Regions from separate parts of the Zea mays genome. Here region 2 is linked to region 1. A link is a contact called in public Hi-C data. All regions are on one chromosome and are shown on one strand. The core of a region is the stretch at or near the end of the contact, and the rest is flanking DNA. Distances in the headings are between cores, read along the strand shown.

Region 1 (7,121 bases), core at 3,376-5,875:
GAAAAATTTTCCGGTTTCGCATTTGCCTTTCCAATACATGGCATTCCAACTGGGCAAGTGACTCACTAGATGATACACTGCTTAAGAACTGTTATTTAATTGTTCCTAACCGAATGGGACTGAGATTTCTGCTCTTATCATGTGTCATGTGTTAAATGGCAAAGTGATCCCTAGTTAGATAATGTAACTTAGTTCAGGGGATTATCCCTTTTGCTTCTGCATTAATTATTTCATTATTCATTAGTTGCTGATTGTGCAAGTGGCTCACTCCAGATGATACAGTACCTACTGTCAAATTTAATTGCTCGTAATGGCATCGAAATGTAATACTCTGCTTTCATTAAGCGCCATGTGTTAATTGAAGTGATTCCTGGTTATATCTAGATAAGGGGATTATTCGTCCTGTTGTACCTTTTAATTTGCTGTCCATTAGCACCAAGCATATTTTGCTTGTCCTCGTACCATGATCTTTTAATTTGATACATAAAAAAATTTTATCTGAAGTCATGATCATGCTGGTAAAGAGAATATATACAAAACATACCCTCTAACTTGTTTAAGCATTATGCCACCTTTCAGGATCTGAGTCTTCTGCTTCTAACTTCTGGGAGAGATCCAGGGATCATACCTCGCAATGCACATCCTCCAGAACCCGAAGGGTTTGATGGCAATGCAGAGGTTGGGGCTAACCAGACTCCACCCGTGCGTTTGCCCCGAGTGAAGGATGTTGTTGTCAACGGAATCACTGTGAAGACAAAATACTGTGACACTTGCATGTTGTACAGGCCTCCTCGTTGCTCCCATTGCTCTATCTGCAACAACTGCGTAGAACGTTTTGACCATCACTGCCCCTGGGTTGGACAATGCATAGGACTTGTAAGTTTATGAAGTTAACACTTGTGACTCGGAAAGCATGTCTTTCTGTTCATATACAATCTTTTGCCAACACTTTATGTTAAATATTTCAGCCCCTGTTGTCTCTTCATTTAACACTTCGATTCCCTCACATTGCTAAAATATAGAGCACATTTGTCTTTTAGAATCCTTAGATTCCTGCTTAAACTTGATGGATTGTAAGACATCAAACACCTTACAAGATTTCTTATGTTTGTGCAGAGGAATTACAGGTTCTTCTATATGTTTGTATTCTCAACAACTTTGCTCTGCCTGTATGTCTTTGGGTTCTGCTGGGTGTTCATTATTAAGATCAGAAATGCCGAGCAGATAACAATTTGGAAGGCAATGACAAAGACCCCTGCATCTATTGCCTTAATCATCTACACATTCATTGCAGTTTGGTTTGTTGGTGGCCTCTCTGTGTTCCATCTGTATCTCATGAGCACAAATCAGGTAAAAACTGTTGCCATTTATATCCTTGCCTGATGAAGTATGCTGTGCCAATTGCTAATCAGTTGCCCTACTTCTGGCCTTCTGCTTTGTAGACAACATATGAGAACTTCAGGTATCGCTATGATCAGCGAGACAACCCATACAACAAGGGAGTCATGGAAAACATCAAAGAGATCTTCTTTACAACGATCCCTCCTTCCAAGAACAACTTCTGTGGTAGGGTCGAACAGGAGCATGGTCTGAGGCCCCGTCCAACGAATGGTTTCATGAGTCCAAACATGGGGAGAGCTGTTGGCGACATTGAGATGGGTAGAAAACCAGTGGCTTGGGATGAGCCTAGGATGGCGGCTGAAATTGGTGATTTAGGAGCAGGTCTGAGCAACCTGTTGGAGGACAAGGATGGCAGGTTTCGTACCACATCTCCAGATCTCAGCCGCGACGCCCTTGCGGTTGGAGGAGGCTTAGAAGAGCACGGATCCTCGGCGATGAACCCTGGGCGCTCAAGCTGGGGAGTTGAAGCAGGTCGATGATGGCAATGGCATTGACCATGTAAGGCGGATGTAGTGAGATGCTCAGGGTTGTTAGTGCCAGTTCGTCGCTAATTTGTTGTTTTGTTGGAGATTTGAGGTCACTAATGTTATTAGACTTTGACCTGTATGGTTGTTTCTGAACTTTCTTTTCTTCTTCCTCTTAATTTGGGGCGTCTTCCATGTCCATTGTTTGAAGCAGTCGGTTTGTGACGTCTCCAGCTTGGTAGTGTCAGGTTTTGTCTGTATATAATCGGAGCAGTAAGCCTAAAATAGGTTTCGGTTGCTTGGGTTTGGATGGTAATGGTTGTGAACAATGTCGAACCTTCGCTTTGGAGTAAATGAACATCGTTTGATCGGAGTGCTTATGTTGAGATTCATTTCTTCCTTATCTATAAGTGTCAGTTTATCACCAAGTTATCTTGAGTTAATATGCTGTAATCTTGTTCTTTCTTTAAAGTTCCTTAGACAAAATGGCATTTTGCTTCAGTATTTCATTTTAATTTTAGAACAGATTAGTATGACAGAGAAAAGATCATACTACTCTTCATCGACTGAAGTATTCATCAACTGAAGATGGTTCTAAAAGCACGTTATAATATTTACTACACACTTCTAACCACAGAAACTCAACAATGATTAAGAGGGGGCACAGACAATGGATTAAGAGGGTGCAGTAAATGGTAGGAGAATTTGAGAAAAATAAATTGTTTGGTGGACCATTTAACCTTGTAAAATTGATAGAGATAGATTTGTTTCTAGATAAATTATTCATATATATATGAATCTAATTCAGGACAGAGAGTACTGTTTTGAGTACCTATTCCAGTTTGTACGGTTTTGTTACCTGTTCCAGTTTGTACGCAGATTCATTTCTTGTGCACCACAGACTGTAGTGAATGTCCCAGTTCGCTCAAAGCCCCAGATGACTTTGAACTCCAGATGATTGTTTGGCATTTTGTCTCGGTGCAGAAGAGATGAATCTACGTACAGACTGGAACAGGTAACAAAACAGTAACACCCCCGGTTCATCCATACCGACCAAAACAACTTTGGTAAGCTCAACTGACATGGAAAAATGCCTTCACAGCTCCATCGAGAACAGGCATTTTTTTTTTCTTTTTCCCTGACAATTGTCTACTCCTAGCACACTTTATTCCTTTGCATTTCCAGATACGTAGCACCACTTGTTAAGTAACACAGAGGTATGGTATGATGGTATCTGATCATTACAGCTTGGAGAACACAGGCTTCCGCTTCTCCAGGAAGGCTCTGATGGCCTCCTTCAGATCGTTCGACCTCATCATACCCGCGTTCCATGTGGCTACATGCTCCAGGCCTTGTTCTATGGTCGCATCCCTGCTTCTCAGCAGAACGGCCTTGGTTCCAATCACCGCCCATGCCGACTTGTCAGCTATTTCTGAAATTGTCAGCCATAGATTCAGTCCAGGACAAGAACATGACAGACAGATCATGTTCACGCACGAGTGAGTTCAAGATAGTTTGCAGTTTAACGTAGCAGACGAAGTAAGAAAGAACACTCGTTGGAGCATAATACTCGCATGGTGGAACAACCGTTATACTCCTACAAGGCTACAAGCTAGTTAACAATTAATTATCTTGAGCTTGATATATTGGTGGTACAAGGGTTGTCAAAAGGGCTGCTGTGACAGTCCTTGTTGCTCACTAGATAGCATAATTACAGCTTGTTGCTTTCAGCTTTGTGGCAGCATGAGTTTTAATACTCCCTCCCTTATTTTTTCTATTTGTCACTTTTTAGTTCAAAAATGATCTAGCGGCGACACAGATATTCGAGAACGGCATCTCGATGTTAAACAAGGCAGAAGCATGAGCAATTATAGTATGTCTAAGAAGACAGATAACAGTAGATGTTGGTACCTTTGGCGATCTTTGCGACGCCCGCATCCAAGTCTTGCTTGGAATCAAAGACCCTGGTAACCAACCCCATGTCCTTGGCCTCCATGGCGTTGATCTTGCGTCCGGTGAGCGCGAGGTCAGCAGCGTTGCCGTAGCCGACGATCCGCGGGAGGCGCTGCAGCGCGCCGAGGTCGGCGACGATGGCCATGTCCACCTCCTTGAGCACGAAGGAGGCGTCCCTGGAGCAGCACCTGATGTCGCAGGCGGCCACGAGGTCGACGCCGCCGCCGACGCAGGCGCCGTGCACCGCCGCGACGACGGGCTTCCGGCACCGCTCGATGGCCGTGAGCGCCGCCTGCATGTCGAGGACCGCGCGGCGGAGCCCCTCCGCGGCGGCCACGGGATCGGCGGAGGCGGCGGACAGCGGGTCCCCGGGGCCCCCGAGCTCGATGCCCGCGCAGAAGTGCGGGCCCGCGGCGGACAGCACCACGGCGCGCGCCGAGGGGGCGCGGTCCAGCAGAGACATGGCGCGCGGGATCTCCGCGAACGCGGCCGGGCTCAGCGCGTTGCGCTGCGCCGGGCGGTTGAGGCGGACCTCGTAGACCCCCGCGGAAGGGTCCGGCCGCGTCACGGCCAGGGTCTCGAACCCCGCGCGGAGCTCCGCGTCGGATGCGTCACGGTCGCCGCCGCCGGCCATCCGTGGTGGGTTGATGTGGCGTGCGGCTACTACCTGCCTCTCGCGGCCTTCGCTGCTGCTGGTTGCGGGATAAAAGGCAGCGGGTGATTTGTCGCCACGCTCTGCTCGCTCTTGTTCTTGTTTTTGGATCTCGGAGACATCTAAGGTAAGCGGAGGCGGATAGGGATAATCATCTTCTGACTTATATCGCTCCTGGACGGATCAGTAACAGCGGCGGTTAAATCGATCATTCTTCCATGTGTATTCTTTGGAGAAGGTGACCCTGATCGGCCAGCGCCCGGCGGAGTGACAGTGAAAGCCCTTCGACTTGGCAACGCTCGGAGGAACGGATATCACGGCCCAGCCCATTATAGGATCCGCACTAGACCAACCACATACTGCGGTTAAAATTTCTCACAAACAGTAATAGTTTAAATGCACCATAATTTGTCTTTTTTATAACTGTTAGAGTAAGATGGATTTGACCATAAAATTTTGTATATAAATGAGGTAAGGTTAGATGTATATTCATGTTTTTTTAGAAATTTTTGAAACTTTTTTTTTGTAGGTTTGCATGGGGTTTGCACCAAAATGTGGTTTGCATTCGATATGTTCCCCTCTTAAAGTGTCTCTAGAAGGTTAATTTAAAAATACAAGAGACAGACTCTTCACGAATAGACCATCTCTACACAACACTCCATACATAATGTCTCTTAATTGCATTTATGGTCTATGGGCTCATGATTGTACCACTTAGTCTCTTACCTTTTTTATACTTAGAAAATCGAACCACCGTATCAGAGTTGTACTTGCCCTTATATTGATAAAAAGAAAGCTTCAAAATAGGTAACAACAACCTTTAAAAGGACTACAACAAAAATAACCAGTACAACAAAAGCTACGCCAACCCTACAAACAAGAGCAACACCCGAACAACAGGAGTGCACGACAACGTTAGCAACACGAGCATACAAAAAACACACAACACAACAAAGACAAAATCTAATAAAAAAAGCAAAGAAACCTCCACCACGAAGTCCCAAAAAGCACGACATTTTAAACTCAAAAGCTTCTTGATGAGGTCTGATTGCAACAACTCCTTTAGATGATCTGCGCAGGCTTGAATTGAACTCACCTTGGGCTTCTCGTCAATCCTAATCCCCTGATCTTTAAACACACCACGTTGTGCAAGACTAGCACTTCGATGAAGCGACGAACTTTTATAGGACTTACAGCGCGCCTAACCGTCGTAGTCGATGCTGAGGGGGAACTAAAGGAGGGCATGCAAGTTCATCATCATCTTTAGCTCTGGTGGACGAGTGTGCTCATAATTGAGACCAATGGCAAACAAAGAAGCAGGATAAGTGCAGCACCAAAACCAACCAAGGTTTGTATGGATAGGTAGGTTATGAGCAAGTAAGAACCTTCAAATCAAGTACTGGTTCATAAGGGTGCAAGTCCAATTGCCTTAGTCAAGAAGAGCAATTAATCGTGCCTAGAGCAAATACCATAATCAAAAACAAAGAATCAAACATCATTGCACATGCCAATGTACTTAGAGCACATCTAACTTCATCGTTTTTAATAAACCATGTATAGTCGTATAGATATGTGCTCAGTTTGTAGTTTATCAATTTTATTTTTAATCATAGGTAAAGTTGATGCAGAACTCAAAATACCAACTCAAGCAAAAGTTTTTCTTTTGGTTACTTATACAGGATACACTAAATACCAGAGCCATGTTTAGAAGAAGAAATATGGAACTAGACTCACACATGTGAAAATTGTATATCGTTGAAAGATGAAGCCTTGTCTCGTCTTTTTTTTAAGTTCAGCATTGCGAGAAGATGCTGACACACGATTGGACTCACATCGCGATTTACCTCTAATATGCACATAGCAATCCAACATTTGAGACGGCAGCTAATAAGGCCTTAGAACATGGAAGTCATAATAGCAATCACATGATGCATCCGGAAATGCAGAAAGAGTTGGAAATGCAGAAACAATTGGATCTTTGAAAACACCCCCTACAATGTCAAATTGTAAGGACTTGTTCAAAAAGAGATGCTTCTCGTCTATTATAGACCAAAGCACACAATGTCTACCTTTATTAGACTTTGGTTATGAAACTTGTAAAACTCCTCCTCTCTTAATTCCTTATGTAAAACTCCTCCTTCCATGTACCCTAGGTAACTTGTACATATTTCCCTCTAATAAAATACTATAGGGACCCCCTACAATGATATTTATAAGAAAAAGGTCGGGCATGGGGTCAATGCACAAGAGGGTTTCAACGTCAAGAAGGGAGAAAATAGGGAAAACCCTAGGATATAGGACGAGAGGGCCTAAAGTAGAGCCTATGGGGTGTGAAGTGGAGATGCTTATCTTAGTGGTCTTTGATTGTGTTGGAGAGGAAATTCTCCGGCCGGGTGGCGGAACGCACCCGCCCTAAATCCTAAGATGAGGAGGGGCCTAAGCGTTTTGCCTGTTAGATGGAATCGGGAAGAACACAAGAACACACAAGGGTTTAGAGTGGTTTGGGTTGCCGGGGCGTAATACCCTACTCCACTATGTGTTGTATTGAGCTTGAGAGTAGAGATGGCAACGGGTACATACCTACCGGGTACCACGTCCCCACACTCGTACCCGCCTAATAAAAATACACCCGTTAAGATACCCACATTCGG
Region 2 (7,121 bases), core at 2,400-4,899, 140 kb after region 1:
CATGGCTCGGGCGAAGTCGGGGTCCAGGTTTCATCCGAAGAGAGGGTTCTCTCGGCGTTGTCTCGCCTCCTTCTCGGCTTGCTCTTGAGCTTACCGACGATCACGTCGGCAGGAATTCCTCCTTTCCCTGAAGACTCGTTCATCAAGAGTTTCTCCCACCTCTGAGATCTCATCTCGTGATACAGGCTGCGCTGGGTCTCGTTCTCCGTCTTCATGATGTCGCCGAACATTCCAGCGTCGGTTCCTTCGTCGGCGAGCTTCTCGCTGAGGAGGTTCTTCCCCAGGCATGGTTGGCTCATCGTCGGAGATGGGGGACGATTCCACTCTTCTCCCGATGAAGAGGACATCGGGGTAGAATGGAGTTGTCATGACGACAAGCTTCTCTCTGTTCTCCTTTGAGGGCGAAGGTGCCAGAAGAGCAGCTTGACGGGTCTTTATCTCGTTTGCTTCTTTTCTCCTTGCAATCCACGTCCATTTTTTCGTGGATGAGGTGGACAACGGGGTTCTTCGAGTAGGCGAATTCTCTATTCCTGGCTTGCAGGAGGTAGTCCTCACCCGGAGCACTGGAGGTTGCGCTATTTCCTAATTCGTTCTGGCTTTTTCGGAGATTTTCGAGGAAGGCTTCTTCTCCGGTGGATACGCTATACGATGCAGAATCCCTTCTTCGTCTGCCACGGACGAGACGGTTCCGAAGCAGAACACGGATCCAGGGCGGAGAGCGATCTTGTGCTGGAAAATGATGGCCATTGAGCTAGCTTGGATCAGCGACACACCCCCTACCTGGCGCGTCAGCTGTCGGTGTTTGGGACCCGACTGCGCACCCGGGGTTACCCCTCGAGGTGCTTTTGGGTAGGACGGTGTTACTGACTGTAGCTCGATGGTTCGTGCTGGGCGCACGAGAGACGATAGACAATTTTATACAGGTTCGGGCTGCTTAGAGAGGCGTAACACCCTACTTCTTGGTATGTATCTTTATGTGGTGGGTTACAGGGGAATTCTCTAGTATGGAGAATGCTAGAGAATTGAGTAGATTGCTAATGAGTGACCTGTCTTTTGATGGGGTGCCCCCTAGGCCTTATATACTCGAGCGTGGGGCATTATATGCGGGTATGATAACTACGTGCTCCTAAGTAATAGTGAATCGACTGAACTTATCTTCCTATAATCATGCCGACTTATCCTCATTTAGTTCCAACGTCTGAGGGCACTGCGCGGGAGAATCGGATCAACACTGTGGATAATGCTTAAACCCAATGAGTCGTCTGAGCTCGGGTTTATCCAATCTTGCGTCAATCCATTCTGCCAGTGGTTCCTTCCCTGGCCCACGAAGGGATGGCCTTGCGAAGTAATGGGCCCAAAGTCTTTCGCGAGGCCTTTCTAGCCTTCTAGTGGACCGAGGGATATCTGTCCCCCACAAGGCGTGGTTAAATGCGGTCGACTATTTATGGCAGGCCAATCTGGGGCCGGCGCAAAATCCACTCGAGTGGTTCCCTTCCGACACGCCCGCCCCCTATCAGGTTCCACACGTCTGATCCCGGGCTCGGTGAGAGCATCTAGAGTGGAGGGTGAATAGGTGATCCTGTGAATTTTGCTCAAAACAACACAATCTTGGTCTATAATATGGGTTAGAATAAATAACACCAAGTTTGAGAGTACAGAGATGATAATTCTTCACTTGATTGCTCTTTTGAGACGAGTATTAAACTAGGAACAATATTCCAAGTTAACACGAGAACTTGGTCGTCCAGGTTTTTTAGGGCTCCATCTCTGCCCCTGGTCGTCCAGGTTGGACCTGAAAGTTTAGGCCAGGCTATTTGGGACCGCCTAGGCATAGCCCGAAAATAAGAGTCCAAAGCACATCACGACACAAAAAGTCTGGGCTGGCACGACCATAATGGCTGGGTTGGGCCGCGTCTAAAACTTAGGCACGATGGACGACACAACACAACACGACTAAATGGGCCGTGCTTAGGCCGACACGACACAAAGTGAGACAAATCATAAAACTAACGTTTAAATGGTATTCCATGCTATAATATTTTTATCTATTCACAAAAGTTATAAAAACATTGTTTTCTCTTTATCATATGTTTTTAATCTATAACAAAGTTATGAATAATTTAAAGACATATTTTTAGACATATATAAGGTTTTTTCTCCGTATCGTGTCGGGGCCCGCAAGGTCCGAGCATCGGCCCATCGTGCTTTTGGCCCATACCGTGCCTAGGTTTTAGTATTTGGGCATGGACCAACCTAGCCCGAAATTATTTCGTACTGTACTGACCCAAAAAAAATTGGGCCGAAGCACGATGGGCTCATACAGTTTTGGTTCGGCTCGGTCCAACTTTCAGTTCTAGTTTGGGTTGAATTCAGAGACATTTTCTCTAAAAAGATCGAGTATGTGTAGGCATGTGTTGCTAGTTAGTATTATGAGATTTCTTGAACAGTCTCTTCAACATTTGAATATCTAGTCAACATAAATATCAATTTTAGGTTGTTTCCAGTGCTAACGAGGGTGGGGGTGAGAGGACGAGTCTCAGGAACGAACGATGATCGGGATCGCCCGATGACATCGTGCCTGCCGCTTCGCTCTAGCACAAACTAGAGAGCGGGTTCAGGCAGTAGAGAGCGAGAGACGAGTGATAATGGGACGATGCGACGCACTGGGCACGAACGGGTGAGAGGAATGTAGTGAGAGTGTCTTGGCGGCATCTGATTGGTCCACGTCAGCCAGTGCCATATGTACAAGTCATTGGTGATTGTTTCGAGTCCTATTTTTATTTTTTTAAAAATCACAAATTGCATCCCAGATCATTTATAAATACTCTCACTTAGTTGGAGTTCATTTCACACATTATTTTATCTCATGCAATTTTTTTATTATTACGTTATTCTATTTTAAGTATTATGTAATACATAATTTTTAATTCAATAAAAAATTATGTTGTACAATTTTTAGGTGTAAAAATAAATTAGTATGGATAATTAATTGTGAAATAAAAAATTGATGTGACTGTGGACTGAGCCTATAGTCTACTCTAGTCTGGGGGTGGGCGAGAGTGTAGTGAAGAGTTGACGTGACCAGGGCGATAGAGAGATGGAGTGGCACCAGCCTTCACTCTCATGATACATCAGTGCAGCTGTTTTTTTTTTAAAAAAAAGGTAAGCTTGCTTGGCCGCCACCGCCACCAACCAAACGTACATACAAACTTGCCCGCCGAACTGCTGTCACGCTGTGTAGCAGCAGCAGTCCAAGCAACGGAACAGTGGGACGCAGCACAGGCGCATACGGCATACCCCACGTTTCTCCCTCATTTCCAACGGGCTACGGTGACGGGGGAAGGGATAGATAGACAGATAGAGATAGATAGATAGATAGATAGAGGGAGAAAGAGCCCAAAGACAGCCAGCGCCGTGCCGCGGTCTGCTAGATACAGTGACAGAAACGATCCGCAACGCAGGCAGGCCCGCCGCGCAGCCCAGGATCCATCCATCCACCTCACACCGCGTCGTCGTCCAGCTCACACTCCCCGGCCGCGCCCCCGCTGCTCCTCGCCGCGGGGTCACGCGCGCAGGCAGGCGAGCGACCAGTAACTGACGTCTCTCCTTCCTCCCCCCCCTGCTCCGGCCCCTCTACAAATCCCCGATTAAACCCTAGACTTCCCTCCCCACCCAAATGCGCGCCCCCTCCTAGGCGGCGCCCCTCGAATTCGGCACCGGCTCCGCCGAAGGTACGGCATCTCTCGCGCTCCGCTCGCTCTATTCCTGCTCTGCTCTGGTTTTGATCTAGCTCGAGCTCGCCGGCGCTGCCGCGTTGGCGCTGTGTTGTGTAGTTCGCCGCCTGCTCTGGGATTTAGGAACCGCTGCCGCTGCCGCTGCCGCTGCGCCTGGTGTATGTCTGTTTTTGTCTGGGATGTTCGTGCGTGTGAATTTTCTCCTGACTCGTTTTCCCCCCTTGTTTGAGCCGCGCTGGGACGGTTTCAGCCGGAATCCGGTCGGGGCCTCGAATGATTTTTTCGCTTGTTTGATTAGGCGGCAGCATGTTTCTCTGTTTTCTCTCTCTCTGGGTTTCCTGGTGATGTTGTGTGCACGCGCACACCTGCTACACACCTGCTGCGCGTTTCCTGGGCGAGATTCTGTAGCTGCAAGGTTTTGCTCTGCCGTCGACGACGATCATGCCATGTGCTGCTCGGGTAGGCGGGCTATTACTCAGTCTCTGCTTCTGCTCCTCCGTCTGCTGATGCTCTCCATACTCCAGGACAGAACTCCAGGTCTGTCATGAGGAGAGGCAGTTCTCATTTACGGCTTGCGTGGCCCGTCATCCTTTCTGGGGCTGCTTTTACTGCTTTATCGAAAAGGCTGGAGTTTTTGTTGCCCTTCCTTTGCAAAGACAGAGTAGGACTCTAGCTACTAGTGTCGGCTATCAATGCCTGGTTGTTGGTGAGTTGCGAATGGGTTTTTATTTGGCTTCCAGGCGCATCTGTGGTTTAACTTTGGTTATGTTTTTTAATGGGTTCCTTTTCAGAACCTGAATATTCGGTGCAGTCACAATGTCTGAAAACAACATACAAGAGTATCTATTTTGCCACTTTATTTTCCATGATTATTCCATCTTCGGCACATTATTTCAGCATGAAGTGATTTATGGACTGTACTTAATATTGATTTTCAAGCCAGGGTGCGTATAATGAGTGCGGGTTTCGACAAGCAGATATTGGCTCAGAAGCTTTCGAAGCTTAATAGCTCACAGCAGACCATAGAGAGTATCCTTCTTGCCAGTTTCTCAATCCCCATTAACTTAATACTTTTTTTTGTCTGCGTGAAGTATTTTTTATATTAACTTCTCATATGAGTATTTTTCATATTTTATTGGCTCGTATAGCTGTAAGGTTTGCAAAGTGCATAATCATACCTTAAGATTACAGGAAAAAAGGTAGTTTTGTTGTCTTAACTTTCCAGACCACTGTGTCAATAAATCCCATTCAGTTGATGACCTTTCATGCTTCATTGTGACCAGTTAGTAGTATTATGCTAGTCATTCGCTGTCGCCTGCTCAAGATTGGTACCTACTATTGCTGGCTATTTTCTTATGTGCTACATTATTTTATTGATTCATGTAATGTCATCCTTAACAAAAAAAAGCTTTATCACATTGGTGTGTCTTTCATCATCGTTGCTGCCAACAAGTTGTAGAAACATGGGATTCTGAGTTCCATGCAGCTCCTGTAGAGAGGAGGGTATCTTTGCTGTACCTTGCGAATGATATTATGCAGAATAGCAGAAAAGAAGGTAATGGATATATAGCTGAATTCATGAGGGTCATCCCTGCTGCCTTGAATGGAGTGTTGACTGTAAGAGATGATTTTGGGCGGAATGTCCCAAAAAGACTGGTATGTTGTACATATCATTGATATCTATATTCATGCAAGTGCATGTGCATTATTTCTCATGTTGTTCAAATTGTGGTTTTGGTTATCATCATAACAAATATGCTAACAACGTCATGCCCATATCTATGTGCTTAATTTAGGGGCAAGGTTATTAGAATGCTAATCACTAAGCTTACTATTTGACATTTTTATTCAAGATACTCTTCGTGCACAAGATATGCAGAGCATGCGAGGGTTCGTGAATAGTATTTCTAGCCTCTAGGAATGAGTGCAAAAAAAAACAATCATGTTCTTGCCTTCACTCCTCTCAATCATTTTCTTTCTCTTAAAGCAATGGGGGTTGGGGAATTCGGTGCTTGTGTTACATACCGGTGATGAAGAAAGGTGGTGTGAAGTATGGAGAACTTGAAAGCTCGCTCTTCACCTTAACTTTGTTGGCATGTCCTAATTTAGAAGTTAGCATATCCATTGTCATGGTTGTCATTGTGTTTGCGGACTCATGTCAAGATACTTAGGCAGAGCATGGTGCTAACAGTACGAGTAAAGTCGACTGTGGTTGATGGGATTTTTTGGGGTAGGGCAACATTACTGTCCCCCTCCCTCTCATTTATTGGTGTATGCTGTTGAAAGGATGGCCATAGAAAGCAGGCCTCAACAGTGCACCTATGCTAATGCTTAGATGAGTCATGAGACACACGAGGTAAAAGGGTCAAAGAGCATTGCACCATGGAGCCTGCTTAACAATGGCCTATTGGTGGGCTCACAGACAAACCTGTCGCGTCCTGATGTTCAATGCCCTAGGTTCATTGTCTCCACAACTTGGACGACGTGGGTCAATGTTTGGGGCAAGTGGGATAGTATCTTGAACATTGGCGTGGTAAAGCCATCAATGTTCACAGACTCTAGATCCCAACTAGGCGGAGAACTTTGATTAGGGTGTCACGCATGCATGTCTCCATGTAGGTGATAATGGTTGGGGAGGCACGCTCAGTGGATGAAGGATTGTAGCGGTGGCATGATATCTTGTTGTCCATGTCTGTGTGAGATCTTGGTTCTTAGTGCCAACATCACCTATCAGTGATTAGCTAGCGTTGAGCCTAACAAACTCAAGTGGGCTTGTATGTTGAACATGCAAAAGCTAGATTGCAAGCTTATTTTGTGGAAGAAACTGAAGGAGATGGAATGTTTATTGCTATTGCTTTTTTTACAAGATTTTTTAAGGAATGATCCACAACTTTTATTTTGACCGGTTGTTAATTTGTTTGATAAGCTTGTAGGTGGGGTGGGTAATTACCGCAACCCGCCCTGCAAAATCACGTTTGTGGCTCATATGGGCTAGCTACAATTGTTTTTGCGGACCAAATTACCAAACCTGCAAGTGTTTGCTTTGGTTCGCAAGCGGTTATCAGTGATTTGAAAGCCTCCATCTATGCCCACTTCGCCTACCTAGCTCTGATCCTCTCAATTCAACACACAGGCCGACTACAGTATCAAGCATGCTTGTTGTTTTGCTTCAAACCAACACAGAAGCATGGAAGCTGAAAACTCATTGACAACGAATGTATGAGGCACTTAGGGAGTCAGGCATCTTCTGCAGTGGGGTGTCTGCGCCGACGGGGCTATAGGCTACCGTCGGCACACATCAAGATCGTGAAGCATTCCATGGGGGAGATCGTGGACAACAACAACAAGATGATCTCAAGTGAGGTACCCTTGGTGTTCTCCAAGGCA

Evidence for each region. A called contact is a pair of places that touch in the nucleus more often than the background predicts.
Region 2: a contact with region 1 is called in a Hi-C map of endosperm, with 5 times the contacts expected there. The contact joins the promoter of LOC100273784 here to the promoter of LOC100192936 in region 1. A contact is called at or near these places in 19 of 25 Hi-C or Micro-C datasets (bundle sheath, ear, endosperm and 5 more) and 2 of 3 datasets of contacts at active chromatin or transcription factors (leaf and seedling).

What each region holds. Positions count from the first base shown.
Region 1 is chr8:166,664,166-166,671,286 of Zm-B73-REFERENCE-NAM-5.0, forward strand. LOC100192936 (delta3,5-delta2,4-dienoyl-CoA isomerase) reads right to left here and starts at 4,626. Exons shown (of 2, transcript NM_001138117.1): 1 at 3,777-4,626; 2 at 2,636-3,297. The coding sequence starts at 4,452. The coding sequence ends at 3,107. It overlaps LOC100191906 (palmitoyltransferase ZDHHC9), which reads left to right. Exons shown (of 5, transcript NM_001137330.2): 3 at 580-876; 4 at 1,117-1,350; 5 at 1,443-2,291. The coding sequence ends at 1,880.
Region 2 is chr8:166,810,005-166,817,125 of Zm-B73-REFERENCE-NAM-5.0, forward strand. LOC100273784 (ENTH/VHS family protein) reads left to right here and starts at 3,650. Exons shown (of 4, transcript NM_001148187.1): 1 at 3,650-3,731; 2 at 4,678-4,763; 3 at 5,143-5,390; 4 at 6,868-7,121. The coding sequence starts at 4,688. The coding sequence ends at 6,957.